Linked DNA regions of Mus musculus: region 2 is linked to region 1. A link is a contact called in public Hi-C data. All regions are on one chromosome and are shown on one strand. The core of a region is the stretch at or near the end of the contact, and the rest is flanking DNA. Distances in the headings are between cores, read along the strand shown. Region 1 overlaps Fars2 (phenylalanine-tRNA synthetase 2 (mitochondrial)). Region 2 has its middle 88 kb from the start of Gm30549.

Region 1 (6,276 bases), core at 3,192-5,691:
CGATTGCTGTCCCTTCATCCTGAGTGTCTCTTCTCCTCTGACACCCACTGAGCCTCTGACTGAGTGGAAGTCCCCCTGGGCATCCCCCCTGCCTCGACCCTGCCATATCAAGTCTCTGCAGGGTTAGGTGCCACTTCTTCCCCCGAGGCCAGACAAGACAGCTGAGTTAGAGGAACATATTCCACAGACAGGCAACAGCTTTAGGGACAGCCTCTGCTCCAGTTGTTTGGGACCCATATAATAACGGAGCTGCTCATCTGCTACATAAGTGAGCAAGGGGAGTGGAGCCTGGGTCTCCTTATTCTCTTTTCCCAGGTATTTTCCCATTTCTTCCCTACTCTGGCTTATCCATTTTACTTTTCTGTCTTTGCCCCTCCCACCTTGAGCTCATATTTGGGAAGTGGGAGTTTCTAGGGCCCTCTGCTATTCCTTGCAGGGCCTGTATTTAGCCAGGCACAGAGCCCCCATCTGCAAGGGATGCAGGAAGGAGTCACCTCCAAGGTGCTCATATTCAAGCAAGGCTAGCATGTCCCTTCCTCTTTAGCATCAGCAGTCCATTTTAGATGAAAGAAAAATGCTTTCCTTCTATCCTTTCTTACTTCCCCACCCTAGCCCAAGTCATGAATTGACTTCAGTAATAAGAAGAACTAGGTCTGTTTAGCCCCAGAGATTGGTTTGCCTTGCAAACCATGGGCTGATGGAGCTGTGGCAAATTGCCAAACATGTAAGGACTAGGACTCCCTGAAGGGAGGGTACTTTTGGATTTGGACCAGAGCTCTTTACTGCATCACACCCTTCACGGCAGCCTTTTAGCCCTAGTGCTCCCCAGTCTTTCACTGGACACATAAGTTCACTCTGACTGACATCTTCACTAGGCAGACTGTCCCCAAGATACAGCTGTGAGCTCAGAAGGCAGAAGGGACTTGTCCAAGTTCGAACAGCAGGACAGTGTTATAGGAGTGGAGTTAGGGCCAGGCAACACGGCAGGGATATGAAATAGTGTGTGTTGCTATGAAAAGGTGCAGTGGGTTTCCAAACCACTAAATGTAGAGTTGCTACATAATCCAATGATTTCTAGGTTTATGTCCCAGAGAATGGAAAGCGGCGGCTGCTCAAACTAAAAGTCAGACAAAAGTTTGCTGCTGAGCCTTGTGATCATGTCTGTACCCTCAGGTAGCTGGCGAGGCTAAGGCAAAAGGTTCACAAGGTCAATGAGCGACTGAACTACAGAGCAAGTTCAAGGCCAGCCCTGGCAACTGCATGAGCCCCTGTGTCAGAACGAAAAGGAAAAAGAGGGCAGGGCCTATAGTTCAGTGGTAGAGTTTACCAATGATGTATGAGGCCACAGGTTCAATTCCTGCCCCACCCCCATAAAGAGGGGCAGTAGGGGACAGAGAGGGAGAGAGAGAGAGAGAGAGAGAGAGAGAGAGAGAGAGAGAGAGAGAGAGAGAGAGATTGATTTTCCTAAAAGCTGTATGTTCAGTCATTACCAACAAATGGATGGATATTAACAGATTTAGTATAGGCAGAGAATGTAATTCCAATGAGTGGAAACTAGGTGAACTTCAAAACCAAAGTAGTAGAAGCTGCATACCACACACTGCATGGTCCCACTGTCTGAAACATCCAGACATCCAGACTAGAGAACTGCCCTATGGCACTGAACTGTATACTTTCAAAATGACTAATTTCATGTTATGTGAATTTCATTTCAATAGGATAGAAATGAAGCATAGAGAGTGTGGTTTCAGAACAGTCTTTCCCACCACACTCAAGAGCTCTGTCAAGCATCCTCCTCCCCTTCACCTCTGAGCTCTTCCTATGACTCGGATCCTGAATCTCACCAAAGGCCCTGGTTACTGGGAGGTAGTGGGGCCTTTAAGATGTAAGCTGTAGCAGGGTGCTTAAGTTTACTGGGGACAGGTTCCTAGAGGGCAGATAAGGGGCACGCAGCTCCTTCTTTCTCTTTTCAAACCCAGCATAGGGTAAATAAGTCTCTCTGATCATATGCTCCCACTCTAACATGCTTCCACAGGCTCAAAACTAACGAGTCAATTGCTCATGGACTGAAGGCTCTAGACTACAGGCCCAAATAAACACTTCCTCATTTCTCAGGCATTTCTCATAGTGACAGAAAGCGAACACATCTAACTTCCTCTAAGCAGCAATATAGTTTTAAAATGACTAAGCAAGACACAGAATAAGCTTGTCTGACTTAGAGAGGACACAGGGATGACCCGGATGACCAGGACACATAGACAAGGAATGCACTGACAGAGGTCTTCCCTACTGGTGCAGTACTGGGTCTGGGCGGCAGGCGGTTGCCATGGCTTTCTGTCCAACCCATAGGGCCCAGCGTTTGGGATGAGTCGAGTCGGCTGTATAATCTGGAGCTTCATAGGCAAATCAAAGTTCACTTTCATGTACTCCACAGTTTCTACTTGTGAGAAAAATAAACAAGATTATCTATTGTTCAGTTAAGGAGGTCAAATCCCTTTGCTGACAAGGTGGAAAAGAATGAAAAAAAAAAAAAAACCAATTTCCATTGCCTTGTAATACTGGCTGATTGTACAATGTGTGGTTGCTGGCTAGAACTTGGCATTTTGCCTTTTTTTTTTTTAAAAAAAACAGAGATTTTAATAAGTACCTTACAGTGTTTTCAACCGGGACTATTCGTTTATAGACTTCGTTAGTCAGTCATTCAACAAAAAGCATCTTGCAGGCACTGAGCTTGACAGAAAGGAGCACAGAGAATCTGTCATCCAGCAGTGGGCCAGTTGGCAGTAAGAGGGCTGGCAGCCACTTGGCGGTAAAGCCAGCTGTGCCACTCTGCAGGCGACAGGGATATCTAAGGGTCTCCTCGTCAGCACATGGGAGATACCATGTGCACTGGCATGGTGCTATTCGTCTAGTTACAGAGTTGGACACTGAAGAAACCAAAAAAGAAATCTGGGTCATTCTGCCTGTAGACACTGGACACAGGCAGCCATACGTGACCATCCTTGTCTGCTCCTGAGTGATTCAGGATGGTCTGCTGTGCCAATACCACAACATCTTGTGCTTCTCCCAACCAGCCTGACATCACCCCCACCCCCTTTCAGGGTCCAACTAGGGGAAACAAAACACATGACTTGCTTTCACCTTGGTCCTGTTCCCTGCTCCACTCTGAACGTCAAGGCTTACCCAATTCCACCTCCCACCCAAGTCCGGATGCTCAGGCAGAAACTGAGAACCAGGATGGGCAATCCCATGTGAACTATGGGGAGAGGAGGCAGGCCAGCGGGACAAGCCAGCAGAGGGGGATTCTGTTTTAGTGCCTCCTCCTCCGAGACTCCTAACTTTAGACCAAAGAGAAAGCTGCGTGGGATTGAGAACAGTCAAGTCTGGATCAGTGAAAGGACTGTCAAGCTTATGCCTAAAAGGGTTTAGCAATCCCCTTCAGGGTATGCATCCAAAGGAGGTTTTAACAGGTGTTGAGAGGACCTGGACCCCATGCTTATTGGCACAGTATTCATAAAGCCAAGATATGAGATTACCACAAGCATCCGGCAGGGGGTGAATGGAAGAAGAAATCAAGAACACTTACTCAATGGAATACTACTCAGTCTTTAAAAAGGTGCGATGGTGTCATCGCAGCAGCATGGGTGGTCCCGAGGATGCTATGCTCAGTGGAGTAAGACAATTACAGAAGGGACACAGTGTGTGCTCTCTCTTATTTGTGGGGCCTAAAGAAGCTGGTCTCACAAAAAAAATAGGGGCGGGGGCTGCCAGAGGCTGGGGTGGGGATGAAAGATCAACAAAGTTATGGAAGGTGAAAGGAGCAGGCTCTAGTGATCTGTGGCAAAGCAGATGACCCTGGCTAGTGACCCTGTTTTGAATATTTTACATTATCTACAAGAGGACTTTAAATGTTCTCAAAACAAAGAGATGACGAATGTCTGAGGTGACGGATATGCCAAGCACCTTGATTACTGTATCATTACACATAGCTCAAAATATTTTACTGCATCCTGTAAATATTCATATTTGTGTCAGTCTTAATGTGAAAAAGCTGAGCAATAAATATCTTAAAACAAAATAGAAAGAGTAATAAAGTGAACCATCATCAGAACTACTTGAAGATTAACTAGTGCTCCCCCCAGCTCAAAGTATGGGGGGTATTTTCTGAAGGGGTACAGGGCTATGGAGCCGCCTGGAAAGAAGGAACAATGGGTCAGAGTCTTGGTGAGGGAGGGAAGACTTCTATTATACAACCACTGGGTTCACCGTGGCAACCAAACTAGCTCTGAACTTGAAATAAAACCCTTCCTCACATGCAGCCCAAACCTATCTCCTACAGCATCCACAATAGTCTGCTTTTCCATCTGTGACAGAGCAGCTACTCTGTGTTCTTGGATGGTATGCCTGACACCTCCCAGAATAGACGAGGCATGACCAGTGGGCACTGCAGACACTGCCTATCCATCCACACAGAGATTACTCAGTGCAGAAAGATGCTGTCCAGAAGAGTTCCACTGACAGAGTGAGAAAGCTGGATCCTTGGCTTTGTAGTCAACTAGTTCCTGCTTGTCAGAGACAAAGGTTCAGCCCGATGCCCCATGTTATCACTCTTCTGCTCAGTGGAGAAAGCAAGTTCATTCAATGTATCCAGAAGCTCGTGGAAGCCAGACAAGAAGCACGGGCGGCAAGACGAGGGAGGGAGGGAGACAGCTCGATGTTACTTCCAAGGACAGGACCGAGAGCTGCCAGGCTGTGGGAGAATGGAGAAGCACCTGACTTTGTAGTTGAGAGAAAGCTGGTTCCAATTCCCGTTCTCTTTGCTGTGAGATCTAGGGCCCCTGCATGACCTCTTGTGCCTTGGAGTTCTTGCCTATGAAGCAAGACCTCCATTTCCTTCTTCTATCTCTGAGGACTAGATGGACACACTATACAGCAATTATTTCAGAGCCTGCCCATCAAGAGTGGATTATCTACTCAGTGGTGGGGACACATTCCAAGACCACAGTGACTGCCCAGTACCAGCAATAGCAACAAACACTATAGATACATTTTTCTAAAGTATGACTGGGGTACCTGTGATGAAATTTGATTTAAATTTAAAGTTTAAGTACATGAGAGGCGAACCCCCCCCCAACCCTCACCCCTCACCATCTGAGGCAGATGGAAGAGCTTGTCCCAGTGAGCTGTCCCGGATGGGGTGTGGGTTAATTGCTGGAGGGTATCAGTGAGGGAGAGCTGACCCTATCACTTCTCTGCTATGAAGTGGTCTTGGATGGGGGAAGATGCCTTCCACCCCCTCACTACTGAAGGCAGACAGGAGAACTGACCCTAGGAGAGAGTGTAGGAGAGCTGGTTCTACAACTCACCTGTCAAGAGGTGGCATGGGTCCCTCCCCCTTCCTATGAGCAATACTGAGAGCTGGCCCAGAGGAGAACTAGCTCTGCCCCCTCACTGGCTGTAGTGCTCTGGAGAGCTGGCCCTGATGGTGAAGTCAAGGGTGAGCCAGCTCAGGGGGTGTGAGAGTAGGAGAGTTGGCCCAGCCCCTTGCAGGCTACAGCACTTGGAAAAGTGCTCCCCACAGCCCCTCCTGCTATGACTGGGCAGCACAGTGGAGTTGTCTCTGGAGGCATGAGTGCTGGTGAGCTGGCCGGAGACCATGAGAGCAGAAGAAATGACCCTGCCTCCTGCCAATGGTGGCATTGGGTGGCCTGGCCAGAACAGTGCTAGAGAACTCACCCCGGTGGCTCACTGACTGGCACAGCTGCCACCAGGCCCATATCCAGAGCTCTGAATTGGCCCACCCCAAAATCTATATCACTTGCAAATGGTTGAGATACGTGAATGGGCCATTCCTGCTTTTCTAAAGCTGCAGGATCTCCATGACGAAGGGCAACAACAGGAGAACTGGGAGGAGTCCCAAGGAGGAGCCAATAGTGATGGTGTCACAGAAACAGAGATCTCGAACCAGACCAAATGATTCATTGTGATGAACATCAGCAAGTGAAGGTGTGTGGACAGAGGGATATATTGTGAGACACACTGTGGCATACTACTACAACTTGCATGATGAGATGTTTTTCGATGTTTTTTGTTTGTTTGTGTTTTTTATTGGGGGCAGGGGAATTCAAGAGCAAAGGGTAGATATTAAGGGAGGGTAGATATTAAGGGATAGGGAGATGTGTAGGGCTGGGGTGCATAATATGATCAAAGAATCAATTAAAATATTTTTTAATAAAAGGATAAAAATAGTAAAATGGAACAATTGCAGTTGCAACT
Region 2 (6,257 bases), core at 1,410-3,909, 630 kb before region 1:
AGTGGAATTTGACACCAATAACATTGCCATTTACCTTAGTGGCCCCCTATTATAACACCTAGGTATGAATGTGGCAAAATATCTGCAGGATCTCTATGAAGAAAAACTAGTAGACTTGATTAAATGAACCTAAGAACAACTGAAAAAGTTGAGAGATATTCTGTGTTCATAGATAGGAAAACTAAATATTCAGAAGAGAAATTCTGAATTTGCCCATACTCTCATTACAATCTCATTCAAAATTTGGAACATTAACACTGCAGATACCTACAAACTGTTTCTAAAATTCATATGATGGTGTAAAATTCCTAAAATAGACAATAGCCCCAAATTGACAGAAGAGCATGGCCAGAGGACCGGCATTGCCCAAGCTCAAGATTTGTCACAAAAACCAACTCTAAATTGATCATAGGCTTAGGTATAAAATGCAGAACTACTTAACTCATAGAGGGTAGGAAAAGAATCTAGAATGTTTTGGCATGATGATGACATTTTACATCTAACATTGGTGATATAATTCAGGAAAGAAATGATTGATAAATTGTACTTCAAAAAAGAAACCAGTTCTGAAAAACAAAATAGCAAGGGACTGAAAAATAATGCATGGTCTGGGAAAAACAATCTGATAAACTTGGTTGGGATGTATTTATGTGGGAGACTCTATCTTTAATATATAAAAAAGAAATTCAATTTAAAATTAAAGGTAAGATAATAGACCTGATAAAGGGCCATTATCCAAGATGCACAAAGAACTGTGAAGACACCAAGAAAAAAATACACAAGTCAAACTTTAATGAATACCCTCATCAAAGAAGACAAAAATGGCAAATAAGCTTGGGAGAATTTAATTGCTTCATCTTGGGTGCTGGGTATTCCAAGTCTCAAGATGGTCGGTCACTTGATTGGGCCTCAACTGGACCTGGTCTTTCTGGAACCCACAAGTATATACACCTACAATCCTGACTCCTCCTAAAGGCTTCAGAAAATCTTTCTAAATTCACAGAGATGAGTTTTAAGGAACCAAGTTTTATACTTTATAATCCTACAAAGAACATATCACTGTGTGCTAAGGGTCAGCTTAATGACACCTGGTAGTTGTATAAGCTATGCATGTCTGTGTATATGTAACAGTTAATGCACATACATTTCCTTGTTCCCAAGGCAGAGAGTGTCTATAACTAACTGCACTCAGTAGTTAGGACTCAAGGATTTGTTTCTAGGATATCATCCAATAAGAGAGTTGGGCACCCTGGGAGAATAGCTGATTCTAGGAGCGGTTCAAGAAACACAAGATAATAATTCTGAGACAAATGAAGAAAAACATATGTAAAGCCACATTATTGGTAGAAAGGGAACAAAATGGAGCCAGTTTAAAGAGCTCCTGATGGTGAAAACTGGAATAATGTGGGCAACAAAGCACAATGTATAGAATGTCATCCAAAGAACATCAGCACCTCGGGAATGAGTAAACAGAGAAAAGCACACATCAGCTAAGTCCAAAAGTTCTGAGCACAGCTCTTGAAGTGTTAGTCTCAAATGACTCTCCAAAGAGAAGTATAGGAAAAGGAAACAGTGGTACCCTAGTGAAGTGCTGCATCATGTGAGTGATAGATGCATGTCAACATCTTGGTTGAAAGGTCACACTGATACTACTCATGCTTACTGTTTGCCAGTGATTAAGATAGTGACCATCATCGCCAAAATCCACAGCATCCATTATTCCATGGGACAGATATCAGAGAGACTCAGGTGGAGGCAGGCGTGCTCTACCAAATACTTAGCCAGTGCTCCTCAGAGCTGTCTAGGTCGTCAAAGCCAGGCTACAAGAATTGCTTTCAGGGAAGAGGAGGTTAAAAAGACACTGTCACCAGACATCCTATGGTGTCCTGTGTGGAACACTAGAGTGGGAAAAGAACATTATGTAAACAACAACAACAAAAACTAGTTGATAACCACATATCATTATTGGTTCACCAAGTGTGACAAATGTGTCACACTATTATAACATAATGACGGGGAGAAACAAGTTGTTGAGCACCTAGGCATTCCGTTACCATCTTCCAAAACTTAAAATGAACGGTTTATTAAAGAAGTCCCTCTAGAGGCTTCTCCAAGGCTCTCAGTGTAGTCATCTCTCATGGGCAGCAGTGCTGGATGGAAAGCCACTTTCTACATTCCCAGGCTGTTTAAGTAGATGTGAATATGAGACAGAGACTGAATATCTCCCTGACTTGCTAGGACAAAGGATGTTCATCCTGAGACAAAGCCAGGTGACTGTAACCCTGTGTGTCCAGGTGTGCCTGACACTGCGTCCAGTAATGGCTTCTCTGGAGGAGAGCAGGCGGCTTACCGGAAGCCACAACTATCACCTTATCTAATGACTTAAGATAGAATTGATATCTTATGAATGTGTCAGGTGCACATGCACTCACATGCATGATCAGTTCTGAATTTGGAATAGTCCCACTGTCTAGCTGCTTGCTCTCTTAGAGACACATTTTAAAATAAAATAAAATAAAATAAAATAAAATAAAATAAAATAAAATAAAATCCTAGACATCCCCAGAATTCACAGGAGGACATACGTGCCTAGAGGGACTGAGGCATAGCCCTGTGGCATCAGAGATTTTCTTTCCAAGTGCCTTGTCACTGCTGGGGGTGGACAAACACCAATCTTTTACATATTTTTTTCTCTAAATGTATAAAGTGACTCTCTCTCACTGCCCACCTCACAGCCCCCACACTCCAGTTTCTGCTTTGTTCCTATTTTCAAGGCCTTCTGGCATTACCTCAGAATAAACTAAAAATCTCCTCAAATTGGATCCTTGACTAATTCCAGAGGGGAAGAGTTTCGTTGTAAATTCTGTTTGCTTATGGATTCCTCACACTGTTTGCAAATTCCACAGGGCTGGAAGGTCTCCAGACCTATTTAAATCCCTTTTCCAATTATCCAGCCCCATCAAAGATGTCACTGGCTTGAAACAAAAAATCCAGAAGGATTGTTTTCTACAGTGTGTAAAAGGCCAGAATTTTTAAGGCATATGTTGCCTGTTTGGCAATGTTACGTGGACACCAGTATACATAGCTTCTCAAAAGCAACGCTGTCCTGAGTCTTCTAACTCAGAGCTGGAGGGGCCCCAGACTGGCCCTGCAGGAGGCAGTCAGGTTTTTTCCCACCCAGCATGTGGAAGATTTTGAATAAATTGGGAAAGAACATTTTGGGGTTCTACCACCCACATTCAGTTTGAATGCTCCATGGGGCCACAGCTGAGCTGTAGCTACAAGAAGGTTGTCATTCCCACTTTCTGAAAGAGCTCTATACATAGTAAACCTACAGGTCTGCTTTTCCTAAGGCCGGGGTTTTTGTTGTGTTCTTGTTGTTTGTTCTGCTCTCTCTCTCTCTCTCTCTCTCTCTCTCTCTCTCTCTCTCTCTCTCTTCCTTTTGGAGGTGGCATATTGCTAAATACCAGGGCTGGGAGGTCCCAGGTTTCTAGTCCTTGGAGTCTGTGGAGTCTAGCTTTGGGAAGAAAATCCTGTGTTCTGACTCATTATGTGAAAGACCTTGGTTGACTCTTGGGGCTGTTTCACTTCAAACAGGATGGATGTCTAGAACATTTCTACCCAGGAAGTCCTACTTGCCTGTCTGGTGTAAATGACTATCTTATTAACAACTAAATAAAACCAGAGAGCATCATCTTTAGGATCCCAGTCTATGTATATGTGTGTGTGCATGCCTGGAGACTGCCATGTGCCTTGTACCCCAATCTGGAGGCATTTGTCAGCTGAAACACATTATCACTATCAGTTGACCAGAAGTGTGGAGTGTTGTTAGGGAGCAGGAGACACCAATGACAAATTCTAAGGTATTTTGGAGTGGTGACCTAGGGCCTCTTCCTGTGACTTTTTTTGGGGGGGCTGATATATAGGAAATCTCCCACAGTTCTACCCTGATTATGATCACGGTAATCCCATGAACTGGGGTCCCAGACTAAGAAGAGGAAGTAGTGGGACACATTTATCACATGCTTCCTGATTGCTGAGGTGATGTGCATCTCATGACTCCCCCAGGCCCCAGCCCCCAGCTTGTCAGGAGGACTATGTCCTCAAACTGTGAGCCCACACAAATGCTTCCTTCTTTTAAGTTGCCCTTGTCAGAGCAGCAGGTGATTCATCCAAGCGTTGGATGAAAAGCAACCAGAAGGTGAAGGTTTATGCGTCCCTTTTCTCTTTGCAGCTTAGCTACAGTTCTTTAAATTTCAGTCTCTTCCTAAGGATTTAATAGATTAGCACTCAGCCAACCGATTATCTACTCTAATCAGTCAATCCACTAACACTCCTTGAGGGTCGGTATATAAAATGCATCTCGATGCTTACTCTGAAGGATGCAAAAGGAATACATGGAGGTGAATTCTGGGCCAAAAATGTCTCTTTGAACAAGTGGAAGTAAGTTATGGAAAGTGCTGGGCATTTGTGTGACGTAAGCCCTCTGTGGATGGTGTCTACTGATGCTCCTTCGTTGCTGCTCCAGTTCGGTGACCCCTCTCCTCTTTGAGCAAGCTAAAGAGAGTTCTTCTAGGCTTCAAGTTCTTCTTGGAGAAGATGGAGATGATGTGGTAGCTTTTGTTCTCTAAATGTGTCATGAGTCTTACATAAGGTCACATTTGGAAAACTGCTTTGAACACTAGAAAACATGGGACAAAATTTAGGAATGAACAATTACTTGTTGGTGAGAGGGATAAGGGCTTAATTCCAAGTGAAGGGAAGAAATCATATATTCTTGTTGTAGCTCCTGCTCTTGGGACAGGCCAGGGACAAGATCTTGAGTGATATCTATTACACCATCCACTTCCAGGTCTCTAGGGCTAGGTGTTTGAGTGACTGATTATGCTGTTTAAACTGTAATTTGATATAATCACTTAAGAGGAGTGTCTTGTTTATTTTTCCATTTATTATTATTATTATTATTATTATTATTATTATTATTTTAGACAAGATCTTACTATGTAGCTCTGGTTGGCCTCAAATTCACAGAGAACTGTGTGCCTCTATCTCCTGGGTAATGTGATCATAGGCATTAGGCATGCACAGCTATGCCCAGCTGAGAAGAGGGTCTGAATGAGGGAATTATCTATACCAGATTGGCCTGTGAGCAAGTCTGTGGGGGACTGCCTTCATCATTCATTGATATAGGAAAGTCCACCCTGAGTTTGGGTATCGTCATCTCATGGCTTGTGCTCTTGGATGCACAGGGTTGGGGATTGCCAGCTGAATACTGACTGGGCAAACAAGAGCAGTTTTTCTCTTCACTCTTAACTGTGGATAGAATATGACTTGCTGCTTGAATTCTTGCCTTTGGCTTCCCCAAACCATAGAGTGTGGCTGGGGTAGAGTGTAGGCCAAACACAGCCTTTCCTCCTCTCTGTTGCTTCTTTTCAGGTTGTCACAACAACAGAAATGCAATGAAGACATAGAATATGGGGAAAAGATGTAAAAGATGAGGTTAAAATTTATCTCAAGTTTTGTTTCCCAGCTAATAAGGTCATCCACATGTTCATTCACTCAACACTTCCTGGTGGAATCGTGAAAAAAGACCATCTCCCTGATCTTCTGACTCTCCAGAGAATCTTACTCAGTGAATGTTCTCTCTAAATTTTACCATCTAGCAAATCAGGCAGATGCCAAAGCCCAAGACACAACTGGGTCCCTGACATCTCTGAAAGTGATTCCAGACTTTGAATTGTAGCTGCTGTCTTCTGAGGACCATGGGCTGGGCTGCTGGAGATGTCACAGCAAAGCTCTGCGGGGCACATGGAAGGGTTGTGGTGGCTTGCTGAGCTCCCGAATCTATGCCAGTGGTTACAGAGCACTGGAAGGTGTTATGTAATGAGCTTCTGGTTCACTTATATGCATACATTTTTATCACCCATCTGAGGGAATTAAAGTCCCTTATTAAAACAAAATGCAGACTCTCTATAGTTTTCATTCTCATAGGAGACTGTCCAGGTAAGGGAAGGTATTTGGGCTACTTGTGCCTACCTCTATTCCTCCATGTTTTATCTGTCTCCCGGGTTTGCTTTCTTTAATTACTGTAACACCATTGCATTGGCTTCCCTGTAAACTCTGTCCTAGCAGTGAGCAGAACATTCTAGAACTTTTCATTTCCACTGGAAAACAAAGATTTTGAACCTTGAGTTCTAGAATTCTCTGAAAGGCTCTATTCAGTAGAATAAAGGAGAAGCCATAAAAGGTGAAATCCA

Evidence for each region. Hi-C and Micro-C count contacts between places; a contact is called where the count stands out from the background.
Region 2: a contact with region 1 is called in a Hi-C map of cortical neurons, with 5 times the contacts expected there. The contact joins two enhancer-like sites.

What each region holds. Positions count from the first base shown.
Region 1 is chr13:36,530,231-36,536,506 of GRCm38.p6, reverse strand. The region is part of intron 6 of Fars2 (phenylalanine-tRNA synthetase 2 (mitochondrial)); the gene reads right to left. Among named protein-coding and RNA genes, the nearest start is that of Gm46409, 80 kb to the left of the region's middle. Within about 2 kb of position 4,441, at least 22 of the 459 cell types and tissues checked have an H3K27ac peak or open chromatin away from gene starts, as enhancers often do. A contact at or near this core is called in cortical neurons, where this site is marked.
Region 2 is chr13:37,155,828-37,162,084 of GRCm38.p6, reverse strand. No RefSeq gene overlaps it. Among named protein-coding and RNA genes, the nearest start is that of Gm30549, 88 kb to the right of the region's middle. Within about 2 kb of position 2,659, at least 11 of the 459 cell types and tissues checked have an H3K27ac peak or open chromatin away from gene starts, as enhancers often do. A contact at or near this core is called in cortical neurons, where this site is marked.